Linked DNA regions of Sus scrofa: region 2 is linked to region 1. Evidence: chromatin contacts called from public Hi-C data. All regions are on one chromosome and are shown on one strand. Each heading gives the region's core, a stretch centred on a gene start, on an enhancer-like site or on the middle of the called end of the contact. The rest is flanking DNA. Distances are from core to core; before and after follow the strand shown.

Region 1 (7,582 bases), core at 2,987-5,486:
TGTGATAAAATGGCATAGAACTGCATACACCCACTGCATCCATGTCAGTGTCCTGGTTTTGATTTTGTACTATAATAATGTATGCTGTAATGGTTGGAGGAAACTGGGTAAAGTACACAGAACCTTTATGTGTTATCTTTGCAGCTTCTCATGAACCTATAATTATTTCAGAATAAAAATAAATAGCTTCAAACCACAATCTAAATGCAGTATAAGTTCAAACAAGTGGTAGTTAAAATGTCTATTTGGAGGCCTTAAAGGATGCTCACGTCAGTATTTAACACTCTGCTTGCACATCTAGGAATAAAGGACAGTCAATTACTATACTTTGTGTTTAACACAATTACTGTCTTACAAAAGTAGCTCTAATAAACTGTTCTTAAAAAAAAACAAAAAAAAACAAAACTGGGAGTTCCTTGTGGCGCAGTGGAAATGAATCCAACTGGTATCCATGAGGATGTGTGTTCGATCCCTGGCATTGCTTGGTAGAACAAGGATCTGGCATTGCCGTGAACTGTGGTGTAGGTCACAAATGTAGCTTGGATCCCTCGTGGCTGTGACTGTGACAGGCAGATGTAGCTCCACTTTGACTCCTAGCCTGGGAACCTCCATATGCCCCACTTGTCCCCGACACCCAAAAAAGGCAGAGTTCCCATTGTGGCTTAATGGAAACAAATCTGACTAGTAGATTCAGGTTCAAACTCTGGCCTTGCTCAGTGGGTTAAGGATCCAGTGTTGCCGTGAGCTGTGGTGTAGGCTGGCAGCTGCTACTCTAATTTGACCCCTAGCATGAGAACTTCTACTTCTATAATGCCACAGATGCTGCTCTAAAAAGCCAAAAAAAAAAAGCTCCTCTGTCCAGCACCAGTTATCACCACGCTCACAAATATTCCAGGTTTATCCAAAAGAACATAAAGAAGTAAAGAACTCATGACTGGACATTATACTGCTTGGGTTGAGCTTTTCCAAATTGGCACTTTCCTTGTATTTCTGGTGTTTCGTTTCCTGCTGGGAATTTTTTTTTTTCCTTTTTACAGCCGTACCTGTGGCATATGGAAGTTCCCAGGCCAGGGATTGAATTGGAACTGAAGCTGAGGCCTATGCCACAGCCACAGCAGTGCCGGATCCTTGACCCACTGAGTGAGGCCAGGGATTGAACCTGCATCCTCATTGGGACAACAGGTTCTTAACTCACTGAGTCACAGTGGGAACTCCTCCTCACAGGAATTTTGTAATGCGAAATGTGTAAAGAAGGAATATGTACACACTTGTATATAAATTCTCATGGAAGATATGTGGCCATTATGAGAGCAAGTATACCTAGTAGGTCCAAGTTTGTAAAACCTCATCGTAACTGGTGATACACAAGTTGAATTTTTAAATAATACCATTTTGGATAACGCAATTCTAATTTTGGTTGAAAGTGTAGATCAGGTATTGCCAGGCTTATGTCTTACAGCTGTCTGTCCAAAAAGTTTTCACTGCTAATTTAAGTAACAGTGCTTTTATTATTTAGTCAACACCTGTCAGACACTGTTGTCAAAACTTTACATTCTCATTGAATTTCCTCAAAACACCTAAGATAGCATTAGCCTCTCACAGTTGCAGAAACTGGGCTCAGAGGGGCTTGGTAACTTGAGCAAGGTCACCAGTTGTAAGGCTGGAATTTGAGCCTAGGAGCTGACTGCAGTGCTCAAGTTATTAGCAAGTATGTTCCACGGTCACTGTGAGTGCCCCCTTGTTTACGTGATTCACACTTCTGCCTCCAGTGGCAACCGAATTGCTCAAGAACCCAGTTCCCTTTCTTACCTTGTTCAGACCTCTTTCAATACCAATTCACTAGAAACCCTAGCCTTATCTCTGAGAATGGCAGTACTACTCTGCACTTTGTGGTTCTTTATATTTAGATCTACATTTAAATAGCCTGGTCTTTCTTAGTAAATAGACATAAAATTATATAGCATATACATTGTTCCAGGCAGCTGGAAAGTTTTGTTTTTGTTTTTTGTTAATTTATTGTTTTGTTTTGTTTTTTAAATCAGTCTGTTTTATTTGGAAACAGTAGTAGCAAAGCAAAAGTCAGGGTTTGTTCTGGAGTAAAAGTTATTTGACTTGATTATCTTCTCTCTTAATTATATCATAGTTTTAAAAAGTGACTAGTAGCAAGCAAAGATGTTTATTGTTTATAGACGTAAATAAATCCAGTCTTGTCATTAACCACTGTGCAGCTGGGCAGACCCCTAAGATCACATGGCAAGATACACTATTGAAAAATGATATAAATACCTGCCTTTTAGACTTAGATGCACAGTTTTCAGTTCCTCTGAAAACAGTTAAGCAACTTATATTTGTTATTTTAAATATTTTAGATAAAATGTGGTATCTTCCCCAAAGATATTAGCATGCTTTTTTTTTTTTTTTTTTAAATCTTTTTAGGGCTGTACTCACAGCATATGGAAGTTACCAGGCTACGGATCGAGTCCGAGCTGTAACCACCTCTACCACAGCCACAGCAAGGCCAGATCCAGGCCCTGTCTGCGACCTACACCACAGCTCACAGCAACACCAATCCTTAACTCACTGAGCAAGGCCAGGGATCGAACCCGCATGCTCATGGATACTAATCAGATTCGTTTCTGCTGAGCCACCATGGGAACTCCCAGCATGCTCTGGATTTTTATACAGCTTGACATTTGTAATCTCACGTGTAACATAATATATGTGCTGTAAGGAGCTTTGGTAAATTGATCTCATTTTTCTTCTCTTCTCTTTGCAGGAATATATTAAAGGAATCTGTGAACCTGAACTAGAAGAAAGAGAATGTTACCCCAAGGCCATGCACTGCATTTTTGTTGGGGCTCAGAGCCTGTTTCTGAAGAGCTTGATTCAGGACACCTGTGCCGATCTCTGCATTCTCGACATCGGTCTTCTGGGCATCAGAGGAAGTGCCGAAGCTGTGGTCATGGCTCGGAGTCACATTCAGCAGTTTGTAAAGCTCTTCGAGAATAATGAGAACCTACCCAACAGCCAAAAAGAATCAGAGGTAAAAAGGGAATTTAAACAATTTGTTGAAGCTCGTGCAGACAGTTACACAATGGACTTGTTGATTTTGCCCACTTCCTTGAAAAAAGAACTTTTGGCACTGACCCAGGGCGAGGAGAATCTATTTGAAACAGGAGACAATGATGTTGTTGAAATTAGAGATTCTAAACAAAGAGAGTTTACGCAGAGTGCTGCCGCAGGGCTGAATATTTCCAGAGATGAAATTGTTTTGCAGGAAGATGCAAGAAACAAAGCTGGGACTCCCGTTACTGAGCTTACAAAACAAATGGACACAGTCTTTTCTAGCTCACAAGATGTCCTTTTTGTTCCAATAAATGGACTAACCCCAGATGAAGAGGCGCTTTCCAAAGATAGAGTTTGTCACAAAAGGAGATTTTCTGATTCTGAAGAAAGGCATACCAAGAAACAATTTTCTCTGGAAAATGTTCAAGAGGGAGAGCTTTTACATGAAGGTAAGACATTAGCTGGAAATGTAATCATTGACCTATCTGATTCTTCTACTGATGCCGAAAATTTAAATCCAGATGTAAAAGACACTACTGAGGAAATGGAATACAATATCCTCGTCAACTTTTTTAAAACCATGGGCTATTCTCAAGAAATTGTTGAAAAGGTCATTAGGGAGTACGGGCCAACTACTGAACCATTATTGCTGTTGGAGGAAATTGAGAAAGAAAATAAAAGATTCCAAGAAGAGAGAGAATTTTTACCTGGTACTACGTACCCAGAGACCAACAAAACCAAAAATAAAGGTGTTTGTAGCAGCGTAAATGAACTTACGACAGATTCCACTCCAAAGAAAACACAGACTCACACACAGCAAAACATGGTAGAAAAATTTTCTCAGCTACCATTCAAAGTTGAATCAAAACCATGTACCTCAAATTGCAAAATTAATACTTTCAGAACAGTGCCAATAGAACAGAAACAAGAAATCTGGAGTTCAAATCAGAACTACGTTTGTAACATAGACCTTGAAACCGATGGCCTTTCACCCTCTGTTGCCCCTTCAAGTCCCAAAGAAGTTGTCAATTTTGTTTCAAGAGGAGCTTCAAGTCACCAGCCCAGAATTCCCGTTTTTCCTGAAAACGGTTTGCAGCCGCAAGCAGAGCCCTTGCTTCCGAATAATATGAAGTCTGCCTGTGAAAACCGTTCGGGATGTGGTGGCTCTCCTCAGTCCAAGCCAAATTGCCCACCTCTTTCTCCACCGATGCCGCTGCCCCATCTGTTACCTTCAGTGACTGATGCCAGGTTGGCAGGACCTTCTGAGCATATTGATTCCTCAGTTACAGGGGTTCAAAGGTTTCGAGATACTCTGAAAGTGCCCTACAAGCTGGAATTAAAAAATGAACCAGGGAGAACAGATCTGAAGCACATTGTTATAGACGGCAGCAATGTTGCAATTACGTAAGTCCACTCTACAAATTATATTACAGTTTTCAATATGGCTCTTAGCAGCATCTCAGAATTGCATGCATTTGTAGGAGCTGTCCTGTGCCTCTGTGTAGTTGATACATATATATAGCCTTACCTGAAAAAAGGAAAGAAAAACCAGCTGATTGGTGTCTTGTGGCATCCTGAACTTTGCTTCACTCTGCTGGACCTAGATCTGAGGCCAAGGGATGGTAGAAAACTTGTTTTTTTCACATTGCATTTCCCTGTAATAAGCAGTGTGGAGACTTTTGAATCCTTAGGTTCTTAATACCATGAATACATTAGGTTCTGAATATGATGACGCTTAAGGCAAAAAAAAGAGATTTTTTTTTTCTTTTTATAATACAGCATGCCAGGTCTTTCACCAAGAGTGTGCAGTAATAATGGATGTGGTGGGCTTATACTTTTGTCGATAGTGATAACAATTTCCTTTCTAAGGCAATTCTACAGTTTGAGCTTCCTTTTGGGCCTTTGCTCTTACTAGACGTTTTTACATTTGTTTTCAATAAAAAGTGTTAAATGATCATTTCTAGTTAGCCTGTCTTGGAACCCTCTTAGGATTCTGATTTTATACCTCGAGTGTGGGATTGTAAGGGGCGGTTCGATAAAGTGACTAAGGAGTGTGTAGCGCTCAGCATCTCTGCCCCAGTGTGGACCTGCTGTCTGAGGACATCTTCAGGGTTTAGCATGTTAAGTAGCTGCAATTCAAGAAAAGGGGCACCTGGACAAAGAGTGAAGGAGAAGTTGAAATACAGTTGACCCTTTAACTACTCAGGAGTTAGGGGGCGCTGACTCTCTGCCCAGTCAAAAATCCGTGTGTAACTTGACAGTTGGCCCTCATAGAGTTGTTCTGCGTCCTAGGATCACTGTTGAAAAAAATCCACACTTAAATGGACCCTCCAAGTTCAAACCTGTGTTGTTTGAGGGTCAGCCATACTTTTCTGAATTCCTGAATGTTTATGTAACTCCTTCGTAGAAGTTCTAAAAAATCAGTTAATCCTCTGATTTTTCAGGAATACTTGATGAGATTGAAAAATAAAGTAAGTTTTTATTACTAAAATAAGCATTTATTATATATCTCTTGTTTTTTTGTTTTGTCGGTTTTTTGGTTAGAATTTTCAAACAGAAAAATATGAATTCTGTGTTGGTCTCATTTGGGACTCCCATGTGCCCGTCACCTACCTCCAGTAGTTAACTCCTGGCCTGTCTTGTTTCATCCCTTCAAACATTGTTTCATTTATATCCTACCTGCTCCCTTTCATCTGTATTATTTTGAAGACATTCTCACATCTCATTTCCATCTATAAATATTTTAGTATCTGTCTTTTAAAATACAAGGATTCTTTTGATTTTTTTATTATTTTATTTTATTTTTTGTCTTTTTACGGTCGCACCCGAAGCATATGGAGGTTCCCAGACTAGGGGTCAAATCGGAGCTATAGCTGCTGGCATACACCACAGCCACAGCAACAGCAACTTGGGATCTGAGCCACGTCTGAGACCTAAACCAGAGCTCACGACAACGCCGGATTATTAACCCACCGATCGAGGCCAGGGATTGAACCTGCGTCCTTATGGATGCTAGTCAGATTCGTTTCCACTGAGCCATGACGGGAACTCCTTAATTTTTTTTTAAATGGTGCTATATTTTGCTGTCAAAAATAACATAAAGTAAAAGCCAGCATTTCACATTTTAAAGTTTGAACATAGACAGTAAAAATATGTAATACACTTGTCTTCATTTCCAAATAATAGTGTCTATTGTCATTTCACTTTGGTTTTTTTTGGCAGTTCTTTTGGGGGAAACCCAGCAAATGGCCCACAGCTGCATAGCATTATCTAAGTAAAAATGTCAAGTGCAATTTCAGTCACTCACAGTCCAAGCCCACAGCAGTTCCTCATTGTTACAGTTTCTTGAGCCAAATGATGATATAAAATTTGGACCACAACTGTAATATTAATCCTTTTTTATTTTCAATATATGAAAAGATTTCCCAAATTGGTGTTCAAAGACTAAGAAATTCAAATTAAGATCAAATGAGCAGTGATACTGACACTTCTTAAACCTTTCCGTAGTAACTAGTATATTGCTCAGAGGGGTCACTATTGGAATTTAGAGTGACACTATCTGTCCAAGCCAGGATGTTTTGCATATCTAGTCCCTCCCACTTTACCCATAATGCCCCCCAGTCGTTGTGACACCCCAGAACACTGTCACATATTTCCTAACACCCCTTAGTACAGTACCATTTCTTTTGAAAACCACTGACTTGGTGCACTAAGGGAAACCACAAGCTGACTTTTGTTCATTTTTTTTAAAAAGTAATTATTTTGAAAGAGGTTTTGAATTTTCTTTGAATTCATAGATGTCTCAGTTTAAAAGTAGCTCTTTTACAAAGGGTGTGTTATCCTAAGAAGACAAACTTATACTTAATTTGATGTAGAGTGATCTGAAAATACCACTAGTTAAAATTAACTTTTACTGTGGGAAGAAACTATTTAATGGGGGGGGTACAGGGTTTTTTTATTTTGGAGTGATGGAAATGTTTTTGAACAAGATACAAGTGGTGGCTGCACAGCACTGAATGTACTAAATGCCACTGCATTGTTCACCTGAAAATGATTGCTTTATGATATGTGAATTTCACCTTAATTTTTTTAAGTCAAAAAAATGAGTCCTTATGCTCAAGTAATTGCTTCGGTGTTAAATGTGAATTAGCTATAAATTCTATAAAGGAAGTGTTTCCTATTTGTTCTGTTCACTGAACTACCACCGTAGTAGCCACTCTGATTTGTTGAATGAATGAATAATTTAAGGAAGATTAGGATTGTTTAAGTGACTTTTTTACCACCCATTTATGACTTGCTCTTCCAGTTACTCTTCCAGTTGCTATTCCGGTAATCAATTTAGTTTGAATTTCAACAAATATTTGGAATTTAAAGCTGAAATACCTATTATGTATCAGGTATTATTATCTTTTAAAATATAATCTTCACATCAATTTTCTTTTCTTTTTTCTTTTTAGGGCCTCACCTGCGGCATATGGAGGTTCCCAGGCTAGGGGTCAAATCAGAGCTGCAGCTG
Region 2 (6,497 bases), core at 2,529-5,028, 140 kb after region 1:
TTCCCACTAATAGGGTAGGAGAGTTCCTAAGAAGGTTCACATGAATTGCCATTTTAATTCCCAGTATCAGACCACTATCCTCAAAGGTCCTTGGGAGTTTGGAGTGAGTCTCCAATGTCCACCCAGTACAGTGTGGATGGTTTTGGAGTGAAATCAATGAATAAATATTTGTGAATTGATATTATCCTCTTTGTTCAGGATATGTAACAGATCTGATTATGTTCAATTCCATGGCAACCACTCCCCCAAATTCTCTAGTTTTATGCAAATTCACAGACTCCTCCATATTTTCCACACCCAGAGCTCCCTTTCCTAGAGCCGATGGGTATAAACTGCGTTTTAAAAAATAAAGTAGGAGTTTCCATCATGGCTCAGTGGTTTAACAAACCTGACTAGTATCCATGAGGATGCAGGTTCGATCCCTGGCCTTGCTCAGTGGGTTAAGGATCTGATGTTGCCTTGAGTTTTGGTGTAGGTTGCAGACGTGGCTCTGATCCCTCCTTGCTGTGACTGTGGTGTAGGCTGGAGGCTACAGCTCCGATTCGATCCCTAGCCTGGGAACCTCCATATGCCGTGGGTGTGGCCCTAAAAAAAAAAGACAAAAAAATAAAGTAGATTAATATTAATTTTGCTTGAGGCATCCTTGAGAATCTCCCAGCACCCTTAAAATTTGTTGATGTTTTCCTCAAGTGCAAAAACTCCAGGATTTGGAAATACCATCTCCAATCCAGGAAATAAAGATTAAGAAAAAAGGCCTTTGAGGGAGTTCCCGTTGTGGTGCAGTTGTAATGAACCCAACTAGTATCCATGAGGATTCGGGTTCACTCCCTGGCCTTGCTCAGTGGGTTAAGGATCCAGGGTGTGCCGTGGGCTGTGGTGTAATTCTCAGATGTGGCTTGGATCCTACATGGCTGTGGCTGTGGTGTAGGCCAGCAGCTGCAGCCCTGATTCAACCCGAGCCTAAGAACTTCTATATGCTGTGGGTGTGGCCCTGAAAAAGCAAAAAAAGAAAAAAGATAAATAAAGAAAAGAAGAAAAACGGCCTTTGATACACTGTGTCCTAAGAACTTTTCAAAGCCAAAGGGTCCTTTAGACCCATGATGAGTCTTGGTGACATTGTTTGGTAGCAAAGAGCAAAGAGTTACCCAGCCTGAAATAGCAACAGTCCCTTCTCAGCTCCCTTTCCGACCTCATAGATTGTATCATGCAATTTAACACTTGCATTGTTTTCAGGCTTTATAGTATTAAAATAACAGGTCCGGATTTCCCATCATGCCTCAGTGGTTAACGAATCCGACTAGGAACCATGAGGTTTCGGGTTCAATCCCTGACTTTGCTCAGTGGGTTAAGGATCTGGCGTTGCCATGAGCTGTGGTGTAGGTTGCAGACTTGGCTTGGATACCGAGTTGCTGTGGCTGTGGCGTAGGCTGGTGGCTATGGCTCCGATTAGACCCCTAGCCTGGGAACCTCCACATGCCCTGGGAGCGGACCTAGAAAAGGCAAAAAGACTAAAATAAAATAAAATAAAATAAAATAACAGGTGACAGCAGTCTTCCATCACAGAAGCAATCTCTTTATCACGGGTGATTACAAGTCTTCAGGTAGTTAATTCTATCTTTGAAGATATCTGTTAACTCGCACGGTAGTTCCATCCTTGCTTTTCTTTGGTCCATTGGTTGTCTTTGTAAATTGAAATAGTCTTTTCCATCATCCTGAGATACTCCCGAACTTCTCTCTCACTTTGTAAGATGAAGACAGCAGAACTCTTCATCCGTCCCCCCTCCGCCTTTCACACGTCATGTTGTCAGCTACACTTAACAAAAAACAAAACAAAAATCCCTTTTCCTTTAGTCAATCGTAAAGAAAAGTGCACATACAAGAGTACATACAGCCTGATGGCTTTTTCCTAAAGGAAATACATCTGTCTAACCCAGACAGACACATCCAAATCAAGAAACAGGACAGTTTTGTCCCCCAGAAATAGCCCTTGTGGGGCCAGAAGTTTTAAAGATGCCCCAAACTGAACCAATTGTAATACATGTTGTAAAAACCAATGTATATCCATCAGCATTTGTAGGCACTATGAGGCATGGGAGAATATAAAGAAGTTATGAGGGGAGTTCCCGTTGTGGCTCAGTGGTTAACGAACCCGACTAGGAACCATGAGGTTGCGGGTTCCATCCCTGGCCTTGCTCAGTGGGTTAAGGATCCTGCGTTTCCATGAGCTGTGGTGTAGGTCTCAGATCCTGCGTGGCTGTGGCTGTGGCTGTGGCTATGACCAGCAGCTGCAGCTCCAATTTGACCCCTAGCCTGGGAATGGCCATGTGCCGTGTGTGTGGCCCTAAAAAAAAGACAAAGTGATTTAGTTATACATGTATACACATCTATTGTCTTTCAGATGCTTTCTCCACATAGGTTATCCCAGAATATTGATTAGAGTTCCCTGCGCTATACAGCAAGGCCCTGTTGTTTTCTCTCTTTTAAACTTTTGGGACTTTCTGTTTCTTTGCTATTCTGACATTTCACTAATATGTCTTTTTATTCATTGTGGGCTCTTTCAGTCTAAAAATCCGAATCCTGATTCAACTCAGAGAAATTCTCTTCTTTCTTCCTTATTATTTCTTTCTATTACTTCCTGCTTTTCTTGTTTTCTCCTTTCTCTTGAATTCTTATCGTTTCTCTCATAGTTTAACATTCTGCCAAACTTTACTTTCCATCCCTTAATAATTTATTTTAGTGACTTTGCTTTCCATCCTTTAATAATTTATTTTATTTTGGCAGTAATTTTTTTAACCCTTAGAAGCGTCTCTTTCTCTCTTTTTTTTTCCCTGCCTGCAACATGCAGAAGTTCCTGGGGCCAAGATAGAACCCATGCCACAGTAGCAACCCAAGCCATAGCAGTGACAATGCTGGATCCTCCACCCACTGAGCCACCAGGAAACTCCTTAAAATGTCTTCTTATTCTCCAGTTGCTCCCCTTCATATCATCCTTTTCTTGTTGAATCTCTCTGAGTGTATTCATTAGGTGGTTTAAAAACAGAATTTGAGGAGTTCCCGTCGTGGCGCAGTGGTTAACAAATCCGACTAGAACCATGAGGTTTCGGGTTCGATCCCTGCCCTTGTTCAGTGGGTTAACGATTTGGCGTTGCTGTGAGCTGTGGTGTAGGTCGCAGATGCGGCTCGGATCCCGCGTTGCTGTGGCTCTGGTGTAGGCTGGCAGCTACAGCTCCGATTCAACCCCTAGCCTGGGAACCTCCATATGCTGCGGGAGCGGCCCAAGAAATGGCAAAAGACAAAAAAAAGAAACAAAACAGAATTTGAGTTCCTATTGTGGCTCATCGGGAGGATACGGGTTCAATCCCTGGCCCTTCTCACTGGGTTAAGGATCTGGCATTGCCATGTAGGTCACAGACGCAGCTTGGATCTGGCGTTGCCGTAGCTGTGGCTGTGGCTGGCAGGTGCAGTTCTGATTTGACCCCCTAGCCTGGGAATGTCCATGTGTTATGGGTGCATCCCTAAAAAGCAAAAAAAGAAAAAAGAAAAAGAAAAGAAGGAAATCTGGAAATAGACAGTCCAGGACTAGCATGACAGCTTAGCAAGGGCTTTGAGCAGCCAGACATTTTCATCTTTGCTCTTTGCCCTCTTTAACAATCTGACTTTGCATCATCAGGACTGCAAGAGCGTCCACAGCTCCAGGCATCACATGCACATTCAGAGCAGGCAGAGCGGGAAGGGGCTGGCACGGGCCAGATCTGTCCCGAGTCTATCAGAGAAGCAGAGCTGTGCCGAAGCTCCCTTTGCCTTGTATCTTTTTCGCCAGATCTGGGTCACAGGCCACAGCCACAAGCACAAGGGGCAGGGGAAACAGGTTGTTGGACAACAGCTTTGGTTGTCGTGCATTGGTGCTTAGGATGGACACATGCACAACCCCAAATGAAATCTGGGTTCTGTGAGGGAGGAAGAAGCAAAGAATAGTTTGGGGGTAGATAACTCACTGTGTCCACCCCAGATGCCAGGGAACATGCCCTCCTCCTCAGAGGCTCACACACCTCCCCTCACACCTGCCCAAGAGGACTGGGGTGGCTGTCCTGTCTGCTCCACAACCCGGGGCACACCTTGGTGTTGGCATTAATGACCTGGTTTGGAAACTGCTTAGTGTCTGTCTTCTCTTGGGACCTCGAGCTCCATGCAGGAGGAATTGTGCCATGATCATCTTGGGCCCCCCGGAGCTTGGCAAAGAGCCTGACACAGAATAGGTCCTTTGTTACCTATTGATGGAAGAAGGAAGGAAGGGACAGAGGGAAAGAAGGGAGAAGGAATGGGAACAGGAAAAGGGAAGCGAGGCCATACCTGGGATCCTTTGGAATCTTCTTCTGGCTCCTGAGAATCATGTCTATGGATTTGGGATTTTGGAGTTTTTACCATAGTATGGTCTAAGCTAAACTTCACAAGTTCCCATGAAGATGCAGGTTCAGTCCTTGGCCTCGCTCAGAGGGTTAAGGATTCCGGGTTGCTGCAAGCTGTTGGCATAGGTTGCAGATGCAGAGCTTGGATCTGGCGTGGTGTAGGCCTTGGCTGAAGTTCTGATTCTACCCTTAGCCTCGGAACTTCCATATGCTTCACGTGCAGCCCTAAAATGAAAATAAATAAACAAATAAATGAACTGAACTTCCAAGTACCCTGAACTGCACAGAGAAAACATGGCTTCCTCAGTTTTCCAGGGTCTGATGCATCCGTGCCCCGCAGAGAGGTGGGACTGGGCAAGGAGAGCAGTGTCTAGTCTTGTCCAAAGGAGTCCAAATCCGTAATCCCACAGCTCTCTTGAGGCACATCCCTTCCTCCTCCCAGGCTGGTGCCTTGGTTGAAAGGGTCACTGAGTCCTGGGCATGACAGAAGGGTCCCTCTGACCTAAGCAGTGCACAGTGGGTGGTCACGGTCTCTGGAGCTGAGTATCTGCTCTGCCCTACCCTCTGGGACTGGTGACCCCTGAAGGGTGCCGGTCCCTCTTGTCTCCACCCCTGGGGTTCAGCATCTTCAGACACAGGTCTCTGATGGACCCCAGGCTCGCCCAGTCTCTCTCTGCCTCCAATCCCAGGCTCTCCCAGGCTCTCTGTGTCTCTTCCCTGTAATGTGGGTTCCTGAATGCCACACCTTGGAGAGCCAGATGTCCTGCCAGAGACTAGTTGTTATAGCCACCTTTGGTGCCACATCCTCACCATCACTCCCACACCGTCATGTTCAAATGGTGCCAAACTAGAGGAGAGCATCTCAGGGCTGATGCCCCCTAGACTCTGTCCAAGAGAGCAGATCCTTAGCCCTTGTGTTTGGAGGCTCCCCATCCCCAGCTGGATGGGCTGAGGTCCCCACCTCCTCTCCTGAGGGATAACCCAAACGGGCAGGGCTCAGGGAGGACCCAACATTCTCATCCTGCCTCAAGGGCCCTTCTTCTCAGAACCCTTTGAGGAGGAAAGAACAGGCTTTTCACCTCCTCCCCATCTGACTGGGGCTCTCACCAGGTCCTACTCTCCTTTCCAACTGCAGTTTCATAGCTTAACTCCAACTGCACACAGCATCTCTGCAGGAAGAGAAACCTGCCCCTCAATATGGTAATACAAATAGTATTGCAAAAATGTCATACTGGAACCACATATACCCAAATAAACTTGCAAAGAAGAAATATCTAGAGTTCCCTGATGGCCAAGGGGGTTAAGGGTCTGGGTATTGTCTCTGCTATGGCACTGATTCCAACCTTGGCCAGGGCATTTTGGAGTGCCATGAGCTTGGCCAAAAACAAAACAAAATGCACACACAAACAAAGAAATGTCTATTGTAAAGGTGCAGGATCTCACATGGCAGAGAGTGAAGCAGAAACCGAAGAATAGACTGCTTCGTAATCCCCTAGAGTAATACAGCATTTCTCAGTCTTAAATATAGATTCTCAAGGGAGAAGCTGATTGCCCAGCGTAGGTCCTGACCAGGGGCATGGGATCACAGGGCACACACATGGCTTCTACAGGGCCACCTATGTAGGAGAGGACACTGCGGGGGCAGTTTTTGTAAAAGGAGCAAAGGTTTATGGGCTACACAGACATGTGTCAAATCGTCCACTTTGGTAGAGACCCAAATACCTGGCAAAAATGAACTTAGAGAGCTTCTCAGAGGAAATAACAGACATACCTCATTAAATAATAAAAAAAAAAAAAGTCAGAGTTCCTGGTGTAGCACCTTGTGTTAAGGATCCAGTATTGTCTCTGCAGAGGCTCCAGTCATTGCTGAGGTATGGGTTTAATCCCTGACCCAGTACAGTGGGTTAAGGATCTGGAGTGACCATAGCTGTGACCCAGGTTGCAGATGTAGCTCAGATTCGATCCCTGGCCCAGGAAATTCCATATGCTGCAAATGTGACAAATAAATAAATAATAAACAACAGAATTGTCCAAGAAAAATAAATACTGTTTTAGCCAATATTAAGTGTAATTATGTGGCTTTCCAAATAT

The links. Hi-C and Micro-C count contacts between places; a contact is called where the count stands out from the background.
Region 2: a Hi-C map of liver shows a contact between it and region 1, with 3 times the contacts expected there. The contact joins two enhancer-like sites. A contact is called at or near these places in 1 of 47 Hi-C or Micro-C datasets (liver) and 1 of 2 datasets of contacts at active chromatin or transcription factors (alveolar macrophages).

The regions. Positions count from the first base shown.
Region 1 is chr6:36,151,970-36,159,551 of Sscrofa11.1, forward strand. It overlaps N4BP1 (NEDD4-binding protein 1), which reads left to right. Exons shown (of 7, transcript XM_003126990.5): 2 at 2,777-4,470. Among named protein-coding and RNA genes, the nearest start is that of N4BP1, 34 kb to the left of the region's middle. Within about 2 kb of position 4,237, at least 2 of the 83 cell types and tissues checked have an H3K27ac peak or open chromatin away from gene starts, as enhancers often do. A contact at or near this core is called in liver, where this site is marked.
Region 2 is chr6:36,293,128-36,299,624 of Sscrofa11.1, forward strand. It overlaps LOC106507585 (a long non-coding RNA gene), which reads right to left. Exons shown (of 2, transcript XR_001303659.2): 2 at 1,553-1,813. Among named protein-coding and RNA genes, the nearest start is that of SIAH1, 41 kb to the right of the region's middle. Within about 2 kb of position 3,779, at least 3 of the 83 cell types and tissues checked have an H3K27ac peak or open chromatin away from gene starts, as enhancers often do. A contact at or near this core is called in liver, where this site is marked.